2 separate regions of the Mus musculus genome follow, and region 2 is linked to region 1. A link is a contact called in public promoter capture Hi-C data. All regions are on one chromosome and are shown on one strand. The core of a region is the stretch at or near the end of the contact, and the rest is flanking DNA. Distances in the headings are between cores, read along the strand shown.

What was found. Promoter capture Hi-C pulls out the DNA fragments that hold promoters and counts their contacts.
Region 2: a contact with region 1 is called in a promoter capture Hi-C map of liver, with 7 times the contacts expected there. The contact joins the promoter of Tmem247 here to the promoter of 2010106C02Rik in region 1. A contact is called at or near these places in 7 of 39 promoter capture datasets (the 3T3-L1 cell line, the HPC-7 cell line, hippocampal neurons and 3 more), 6 of 484 Hi-C or Micro-C datasets (the G1E-ER4 cell line, cardiomyocytes, cerebral cortex and 3 more), 3 of 115 datasets of contacts at active chromatin or transcription factors (astrocytes, bone marrow-derived macrophages and stem cell-derived neural progenitor cells) and 1 of 9 other capture datasets (liver).

What each region holds. Positions count from the first base shown.
Region 1 is chr17:86,284,481-86,289,460 of GRCm38.p6, forward strand. 2010106C02Rik (RIKEN cDNA 2010106C02 gene) reads right to left here and starts at 2,698. Exons shown (of 3, transcript NR_045435.1): 1 at 2,421-2,698; 2 at 1,719-1,815; 3 at 687-968. All of the region lies in intron 1 of Prkce (protein kinase C, epsilon), which reads left to right.
Region 2 is chr17:86,915,516-86,920,462 of GRCm38.p6, forward strand. It overlaps Tmem247 (transmembrane protein 247), which reads left to right and starts at 1,833. Exons shown (of 3, transcript NM_030104.1): 1 at 1,833-2,066; 2 at 2,736-3,071. The coding sequence starts at 1,950.

The DNA of each region.
Region 1 (4,980 bases), core at 1,448-3,947:
GTATTTGGATATGTGTGTGTAATGTGTATGTGTGTGTGGTCTGTATGTGTGTTCATGTATAGGGTGGGGGTGGCATGGGATGGTGTATGTGTGTGTGTGCATGTGTGTGTGTCCTCCATCAGAGGTGGGAGAATGGAATACCACCAGTGTGGCTGATGGCCAGTGCTTCTTCCTTTCCAGAGTCCCTAGCTAGACACATTTCCCTAAGATCCCAACACTTGCACAAATGCTTAGGGCATTGTGGACCTGCAGCCATGTGTGTAGCTGCTCTGGCTTCCGGGGTGACTTATAGTTCCTAATTCTGAGTGCAAAGCATGGCCAGTGGATGGAGTGACAGAAGGACACTGCCTCCTCAGTATTTTGTCCTCCCAAGAGCTCTTGGTGACATGATTCCACAGTTTGACAGCAGTGGAACCTGGGAGCAGGGGAAACCAAGCAGCTGGTTTGTTTATGCCAGTAGAAGCAAGTGGTTAGTGGGTAGCAGAACTGGTCTAGCATCCAGAGACCTGGTACCTAACTCAATGTTTCTTCTTCAGAAAGCCAGAGATCACAGTAAAAGTACCAAAGGGGGAGAGAAAACAGGGAGTGTCGGGCAGGAAAGAAGTGGTGGAGCTGGGGAGAGATTCTGAGAGTCTGACGGGGATGTTCAAGGGTCACTATGAGAAAGAAATGCAGGAATGATATTTCCTAGCAATTGCAGATTTTATTACCCCATCCTTATCTCTCTCAATTGCCTTCCTAGTAGGTTGACCTTATTCTCAGCTTTGTCCTTGATCCTGGCTCTTCCCCAGCAAGTTTGCAGCCACTACCTGATGACTGTGCTTGGAACAGTTAAGTGGCAGCAGACAGCTTATTGGTGGGTGAGTTGAGTATTTGCCGTGTGCTCACATCACATAGGGCCAATCTGTGGCCTCTGAAGAACAGGCTTTGTGTAGAGGAGGCCATCGTGGGTCTGCGGGGGCAGCAGTCTAGGGAATAAGAATGGAAGTCTAAGAAAACAAGTGTCACAACATCTCCAGCCCTCCACTCCTGACTCCCCTAGTTCCCTGCTGTCCGTGTTCAGGTGTGCTCTGGCTGTGTAGGACGAAGGAGGCCGCAGAACCCCCAGCCTCTCAGGTAGACTTTTGAAGGCCACGATCCTGAGACGATCTGCCTCAATCCCTAAGACCTGCAGCTCTCACACTAAGCTCTTTGGCAGCTGGGGCCAGCTGGAGTCTGTGCCACTGTCCCCAGGAGAACGGTCCAGGCTGCTAAGGATGAAGCTTCTTGGGAGTGGGAGTTGAGATCCCGTCCTTGTTTGCTCCTCTTGGTCAGGCAAGTGATTTGGGGTGAAGATAGCGACCGAGGCAGCAAGATTCGCTGCTCCTTGTGCTTGAGGAGCTTAGAGTTCATCACTGAGGGAAGCCAAGGTGAGAACTGAGGCAGCCACTGAAGCAGAGGCTGTGGAGGAATACTGGATATTGGCTTACAACCCCTTTCTTATACAGGTCAGGCCTACCTGCCTAGGGATGACGCTAACCATCCCCCTATGATGCCATAGGAATGAGGCTGGGCCCTCCTGCATTAATCATCAAGAAGATGTCTCACAGATATCCTTATAGGCTAATCTGATGGAGGCAATTCCTCTATTGAGATTCCCTCTTCCTAGCTATGTCTAGGTTTATGTCAAATTGGCAAAAACCAACTATTGCATCCCCAATCTCTCTCTCTCTTTTCACCTGTGAGATCAGATCACTTAGAAGATGAATCCACTGCTTGGGGCTTCTTGATACAGTCATCCTGGAGAAGAGGGCTTTGGCCTTGGGCACGGTGATGCTTCAGAAAGACAGGGAGAAGAAGATTTAGATGCTCCTTCTCCTGCGCCCCACTGCAGCCTGCCTCGGGTGGCTCTGCAGATTGAGCACTCTTTTTACCTTTTTAAACCGTGCTCAAATGTCACAGCTGTCTGTCATCACCCATCTCCCTCTTCTGATGCTGTTCATCTAGGGGCTGTCTACACTGCCTTAGAGAAAGGAGCCCTCTTAGAAAGACTTGAGGCTAGAAGAAGAAGAATCTTGTCGCCTGGACAGTCCAGGGGACAGGGTCCTTGGTTGGGTTGTATGGCAGGGAATGCCCTTGCCTTGGTTGGAGTTTTAAATGGCTTCTGTGCTTCATAGACTCATGAGGATGAATTGGACTTGGTCTGGTCATGAGGGTGGCCTTAGGATGCCTTTGAGCGTCTAGCCTTCGACTTTGGAGGCGTTTCTTAAGCACGTCAAGTTATGAACACAAGACAGTGCAGAATCCCATGGGACAAGGGGAAGGGACTACGTAGGCAAGCTTGGCATGGTCTCAGTGATTGCATTCCTGGCTCTTCTGTTTTCCAATCTCCTCCTCTCTTTCCTATCTCATGGCAAATCACCCTTCTCCCTTCCACTCACCTGACTGTCTCTGATCTGGGGTGAGCAGAATGTCAGAAGGCAGGCATGACCCTGTGTGTGACCTTACAGAACAGGCAGTACGAAAGGTGGCAGCCAGCCAGGGCTGTTTTCGAGTCACAGGCCCAGGGAGACGGTCAGGCCTTGGCTTCTGGAACCATCTGAACTCCATCTCTGCTTCCCGATCAATGAATCCAGCCAGGAGTCCTGGTCACCCTGACTCTGCCTCCCTCCCAGAGGGGTCCACCCATGTTGCATGGGGCCAGCACACCCTTTCCCATGGGCTTCAGGGCCCTAGCTCAGCTCCGCCCATTCCTGAGGCTGTCTCCAAGTCCAGGGGAAGCACGGTGACACAGCCCCAGCAGGGTGTGGTAAAGGAAGTTGTTTTTCCTAATGGTAAACAGGATAGTAAAGCAGCAATAGGAATGGGGACACTTCACGCTTTTCCACAAGTGGGACCCTCTGAAGTCTGGATGGTCTGGTGGCACTGAGTCCCAGGAGCTCAGCACTGAAGGAAAAAGGAAGGGGTTTTGAGATCCCCTTATGGGGCAGTCACGTTACTCACTCTTACTTCATATGGTGGTCCTTTGATTCTCATAGTCTGGGTCGTAGCCCCTAGGTACTCATGAGGAACAAAGGCTTATGGACTTTAATTAAGTCGTTCATGGTCATGGGGTATATATATCTTGCTAATGAGGTTACCCTGTGGGTGTGTGTATGTCTGCACATCTGCCTCTGTCTCTTTGTTTCTCCTTGTCTCTGTGTCTGTCTGTCTCTGTCTCTGTCTATGTCTCTGTCTGTCTATGTCTCTGTCTTTCTATGTCTCTGTTTGTCTGTCTCTCTCTTTTCTCTCTCTCTCTCTCTCTCTCTCTCTCTCTCTCTCTCTCTCTCTCTCTCTCTCTGTGTGTGTGTGTGTGTGTATGTGTCCCTGAATGGAACAGATGTGTAGACATAAATTCCATGCAGATGTTCATATCAATGCTAACAGTATTTGAAGCTAATGAAATTCCCCTACCAGCGAGAATTTATTCACGCTTCCCTGAGTGTGTGGGAGCATGCTATGCTTGTTTCTTTGTTTAGTTTTGTTTTTGAGACAGGGCCTCATTGTAGCACAGGCTGACTTGATGAGAGTATGGAGCTAGAGCTGGCCCAAACCGCAGGTCTTCCCGCCTCCCTTCCTAAGTGCTGGGGTTACAGATGTGTGCCTGTGCTTGCCTTCTGCAACATTTGAAAGTGAAGTGACTTCCTCAGACATTTCTGTGTGATTGTCATCACCACATCTCCTCGGAGGATGGAAAGGGGGGACTGAAGTGCTTCCAGATTGGGACGCAGAGCACCAAAGATGTGCACTCAGATTCTGAGCTCTCCTTCCCAGGCCACAGTCCAGTCTGTCACCTTCAGTGACAATGCAGTGGCCTCCTGACTGGTCTCTGCGTCTCCTTATGATCTCCTGCTGCCCCAGCAGGCATCATCTCAGGTGAGTCATTTATCTGCTTGGGATCCCGTGGTGTGTGTGCCTTCATTGAGGGAAACAAACAAAACCTTTACAATAGTAGGGCGGGGCCAAACTACTGTGCCCATCCCCCAACCTTACAGTCATATTTTGTAGTTTTGTTTTCCAAAACAAAATTATTCTAGTGGATTCTTGTTCAAGGTAGTCTCCTGCTTTCATGGTAGCTCTTTCCTCATTCAGGACCACTCCTAATCTGACCACTTCCTTCAAGGCTTTGAGCCAAAGACCCCACTGCTAGTGCCCACCTGCTCATTTTAGAGAGCATTGTTCAGATCCATGAGGGCAGAGGCAAAGAAGAGGCAATGGAGTGTGAATTCATTCTTTTAACATGAGGAATTAATGTTCTAAATCATGGAGATTAGCTATACCATAGGAAAAATCATCCCGGCCCACGGTGAGGCTGTAAGGTCACACTGTCTAGTGATGTCACTGCTGTCACTTTGTGCGAGCACATTACACAGTGTTTATAATGATGATAGAGTTGCCACGCTGTGCAGCTCTCTGATCATAGTCTATTGTTAAATGTTGACACATGATCTCATTATGAATTGACCAATCAGGGACATGAGTATGGCCTAGGAGCCGTGTGCTAGACATGGTTCCATAGCTGGTGGTGTAAAAGTGAAAATCTCTGTATTCATGTGTGTCATCTTTAAGAATGAGGAGAAGTGAAGACAGCACAGCAAACAGAAGGTCAGTGTGTGTGGGGTGTGGGGCACACACATGACCACAGCAGGCTGCGACAGGGAAATGTCAGATGGGAATTCAGATGAGCCCGGGGTTGGGATAGCTTGCATTCTGGAAGTAGGCGACCATTTTGCCATGTACAGGAAGGTGAGCTCCCTCCAACATCCACTACCACCAATGGCTACTCTGAGGGCAATGGCTAAGATTGTGTGCACATTTATGTACTATAACCTACTGAGTCCATTTGCTGTCACTACGTGGTTAGGGCTGACCATCAGACATGCCTTTTAGAATGCTAGGTTCCAAAGAAACTTGGGCTCTGTAGATTTCCGTAGAGACAGAGTTGCCCTTCTGCCTTGCGTG
Region 2 (4,947 bases), core at 583-3,082, 630 kb after region 1:
GGGTAGCCGACTATCCAAACCAACCAACTCCTGGCTCAGTAAGGGACCTTGCCTCCATAGATCAGGTGCAGAGTGATGTAGAAAGACACCCACACACATGCATGTAAACACACACATCATACTTTACACGTACACATACACAGAAAGGAAGTTGTTTACAGATTTTAACTTATGCACCATGTGTCTGCAGGTTTGTTGGTGTCCACGCAGGCCAGAAGAGGGCAGCAGATCCTCTGGAACTGGAGTTTCAGGAAGGTATGGGCTGCCCGGCAAGAGTGCTGGGAACTAAGTTCAGGTCCTCTGCATAAGCAGCAAACTGTGAGAGCAGTCTTAACAGGGCAACCTCTCCAGCTCCAAAAGGGTAGATTTGAATTCTATTTCACGCCATAGCAAAGTCCCAGCACCATCATCTTCATCATCATCATCACCACCACCACCATCATCACCATCACCACCACCACCATTATTACACTAATTGTGGTGGCAATCATTCCTTAGTCCTGTATGGAATACATCATTTCCTTTGTTAGTACTGCACTGTAGTGAGTTGTCTTTCTCACTTTTCCCATCCATAAGTGAAGGCACGAAACATCAGATTCATAGAACAATTCTCTTGGTCACACAGCTGATAATAACAACCGAGTCCGGACTCAAATGTAGCATGCTCTCCTTCCACACTGTGACCCTGACTCCATCTATTGAAAGGGTTTTGTTAAGTGTGTTTTTATAAACCCAAAGAAGACAAAGTCTACTTCCGGTCTCCCGGCATCCTCTCCTCCACTACACACTCTTCCTGGGATTTGCAGGTCAGGTCATACTCCTTCCCCAGGGAGAGGATTTCTTGGATCGGGTGGCTCAACCAGCTGATGCTGACAGTCGGTGTTCGGAAGGCTAGGCATTAGGATGAAAGCAGCAGCAGTCTTTTACAACGCGGAGACAGAGGCTCTGATCCAGCCTGTAGTCATTCGCTGTGCGCTCAACATGACTTGGGCCAACCCTAGGGTGCTTCGTCGGCTGAATGGCCGTAATTTATAGGTCTATTTCTGAAGGTGTTTTTAGAAGACATTAACCTTGCAGGAAACGGAGTAAGAAAAGCAGACTCCCACCCAGTGTGAGTGGGCCTCGTCCACCGAGATCTTCAGTAAACCAAGATAGAACGGAGAATGAGACTGTGGGCTTTTTCACCTCTATAACCTCTCGAGCTGATTCCCACGTTTCTTTCCTGTCACCTGTCACTCTGTTTCCCCAGGGGAACCAGCCCAAGGTTTGTCGCGCTGTGTCGGCACCGTCTTCCCTCTGGCTCATTGCTGCCCTCTGCTAAAGACACTCGTCACATTGGATTCAGACTGTTGTCGTGACATCATTTCAAGGCGGTCATTTCCATCAAGATCCCACCTTCAAATACAGCTACATTCTGAGGCATTGGGGTAAGACTTTAAGGTCGGGAGAGGAAACAAACTCACCCCAACATAAACTCACTCTATTTAAAGGAGAGCCCAGGAGAATGGGTTTCCACAGTTGGATTCCGGCACCATTAGGAGGCGCTCTGGTATTCACGAAGCCCTGTGGGTAAGAGCCCAGCCTTCACTGGGGGTAATTTTTTTATTACATATATTTATTTGGAGGTGTGTGCTGTACACACACACACCACAGCGTGCGTGTGGGCAATCAGTTCTCTTTTTCTACCGTGTAAGCCTCGGGGATTAAATTCGGGTTCTCAGACTTGCCGCAGGTGTCCACACCGCTGAACTATGTTGCTGCCCCTCCACCTTCTGTCCTCACCAAGACTCCTCAAAGGTGTCACAGCCTCTCCCAAAAGTGCCCTGGCAACTGGAATGTGGCCATTATGAGGATAGGGATTGTGATGGTGGTCAGAACCTGGTGAAGCCAAATGGTATTGTCTTAAAAGATGTCCTGTGGCCCTGGTCCGCAGCACGGTGGTTATCTGGATGGCGATGGAGGACAGGGAGGTGATGGAAGCCCGAGGGGCAGGAGAAAGCTGCCCCACACTCTCCAAGGTGGCCCCTGTTGACAGCATGCCTGAAGGCAAGCCAAAGGCCTCTTTGGTAAGAGGACCCCTCTCTTGATTTGCCCCATCCATCCCACTGGGGGTCAGGGGTAAGGGGCTCTAAGCCTTAGAGTCTGCTCACATGTGCTAGAAGATTCAGTTGACAAGAAGAACAGTGTCCCCTATATCCCTATAACTGGTTCCCAGCTGACACCGGGAACCAGAAAAACTTTACAGGATTGTAAGGTTGAGTGAAACTTTGTCTCTGTCTCTCATTTGAGGCCCTTACTTCCCTCTGTGGACAGGACACACACACACACACACACACACACACACACACACACACACACACACACACAAACAAACATATACATATATATGTGTTGCTTGGTTCTTTCAACACCTGGGCTTCTTCCTCACTCTGGAGCTCCTGAAAGATCTGTTGTCTGACAGTTAGGTGAAGGGTGGGGGATGGGAAAATGACCTCCAGGGTGATAAAGAGTAGACCTGAGCAGACACCTTCCTGATCCACCAATGCCTCACAACTTTTGGGCACTCGCCCTTCATGGGAGTTCACCTTCCCCTGTTATATACACTTCTAGCAAACACCCCGTCTAGGTAGTCTTTGCAACACACCCCAGGCTCCTGAAGCTCGGAGCAGAGGGTGTGGTTGTAGGGAGCCCCACACTGACTCCCCCATTATCACCCCACTTCTTCTCCATCCCAGGATGCAGAAGTCCCCAAACTAGAACTGCCTACCCTGGAAGAGAACGGGATCTGTGAGGACAGAGATTGTCCGGGGCCCCCTAGGTCATTGCCTCCAAAGTCCGGCCCAAACGCCAAGGGTCAGGCTGGCGATGGACCTGGACTGGAGTCCGTAGAGCTGCCCCTGCCCCTGGAGACAGAACACCGCAACGCGATGGAGCTGGAGAAGGTGCGCATGGAGTTTGAACTGACGCTCCTCAAGTACCTGCACCAGGAGAACGAGCGGCAGAGGCAGCATGAGGAAGTGATGGAGCAGCTGCAACAGCAGCAGCAGCAGCAGCAGGCTTTGCCTCACCAGGTAGCAGAGTGGGCTCTGGGCTGTGGCTGTACTGGCTTGGCTATGCATCTTGTCTGCTGGTCCCAGGTCTGGCTGAGAGGTGGTGAGCATCATGTAGCTGCCTCTACCCACTGGTGCCTGGATCGGTTTGCAGGATGGCCTGAGACCACTGCCCCTGTGATTAGCTTCCCTGCTATGTTAGATTCAAGCCTCTAAAGAGAGTTGAGAGTAGAAGATATCCTGAAACCACATCCTCTACCCAGAATCCCTTTTGATGGTCTCTTCGTGTCCAATACTCATACTATGACAGGCTTTCCGCCACTGTTTTTAAAAAGTTATTTTAAGATTTATTATATATAAATCTGTGTTCTGCCTGCATGTACACTTGCATGCCAGGAGAGGGCACCAGATTGTAGGTGGTTGTGAGCCATCATGTGGTTGCTGGGAACTGAACTGACCTCTGGAAGATCAGCCAACCCTCGTAACCTTGGAGCCATCTCTCCCTCCCCTTTCCAGTACTTTTATTTCTAAGATGTGCCAGTCGTTCCTGTCGCCTGACTATTGAATGATAACAGAAACCTATCCTTTTTTTATCCGTTTTCTCTGTTGGACACATGACCTTACTTATTAGAACCAACCAAAGCAACATTCTCTTTACAAGAAATAGATGCTCAGCCCCTACCATGCTACATGGAGACAAGAGTGCTCATCTGAGGGATGGGGTCTAGCTCAGTCTGCAGAGTACTTGAGTAGTATGCATGAAGCCCTGGGTTTGGTCTCCAGCATCAACTAAACATAAGTAGAGGCAGAATAATCAGTTCAAGGTGACATGGTAAGTTTGAGGCAAGACTGGGCTATGTGAGACCTTGTTTTAAAAGAAAAATTGGATGGAATGCCACCTGGGGTACTTAACACTGTGGCCAGACTATTCTAAACACCCTGTGATGAAAGATGTCACCACTTAAAAGAAGTGCCTCCTGGTCTCTGAAGTCATAGGTTCTGGGTAAAAAAACTCAGGCGCTAAGATTTTGTTTTTAAACCACTTAACCTTGAACACATTGCTACTCCCCCTCGAGCTTTGGTCTGCTCATCACTAAAGTAGAACCTGTCTCATGGGTCACTGTAAAGGATGAGAGAGGGAGTGCGTGGACGCTGCTCTTCAGTGGACCAGCACATGAGATAAGCGCTCAGTAATCGCTAGCTATTACCATTTTTATGAACTCACGCAGTTCACTGCTTGACCCGAGTGCAACGACTTCCATTCATCACTTCTCGGTCTCCTTGGGATATGATGCATCAGCCCCACTTCCCAGCTCTGAGTCAGCCTGGATTCTGAGAAGGTTGTCATGATCTCAGCTACGGCTGTAACTGTTGAGAAGGGTGTGACCTAAAGTTAAATCCCATTGCAGATCTCACTGCAGGTTATCAGCGGCTCCACCCATCAGTGCCGCACCGATACATTCTCTCCTGCTCACAGTTCTGCAGCATGCCCAAGAAACCTGTCCTGAGCCCTGTGTCGGGAGGCTTCCAAGAATAAGGAACTGCACTACCTGAATCATTTGTCTTATTGATTGGTCAATTCTTCAAAGAGAAGATAGGTTGGTCTGACAGGACTTGTCCTCCGTGAACACATGATGGCTTACTAATTATTCTTTCATAAGAAAAAAATTTTTTGTAAAAAAAAGCACAGATACCTGCTTACTATACATAAAAAAAAATCACTGAGCCAAGCCAAGCTTACTGAATTAGAACATCTGAAATATATTCTCCTTCTTCTAATATCTAGAAAACATTTGCCTTTCTCTAGAATACTCATACATTCCTGATACTTTCCAATTCTCCAAGTTCTTAGATTTTTGTCAGTGTCCAAGAAAAAAATTGAGCCATAAACTATTTA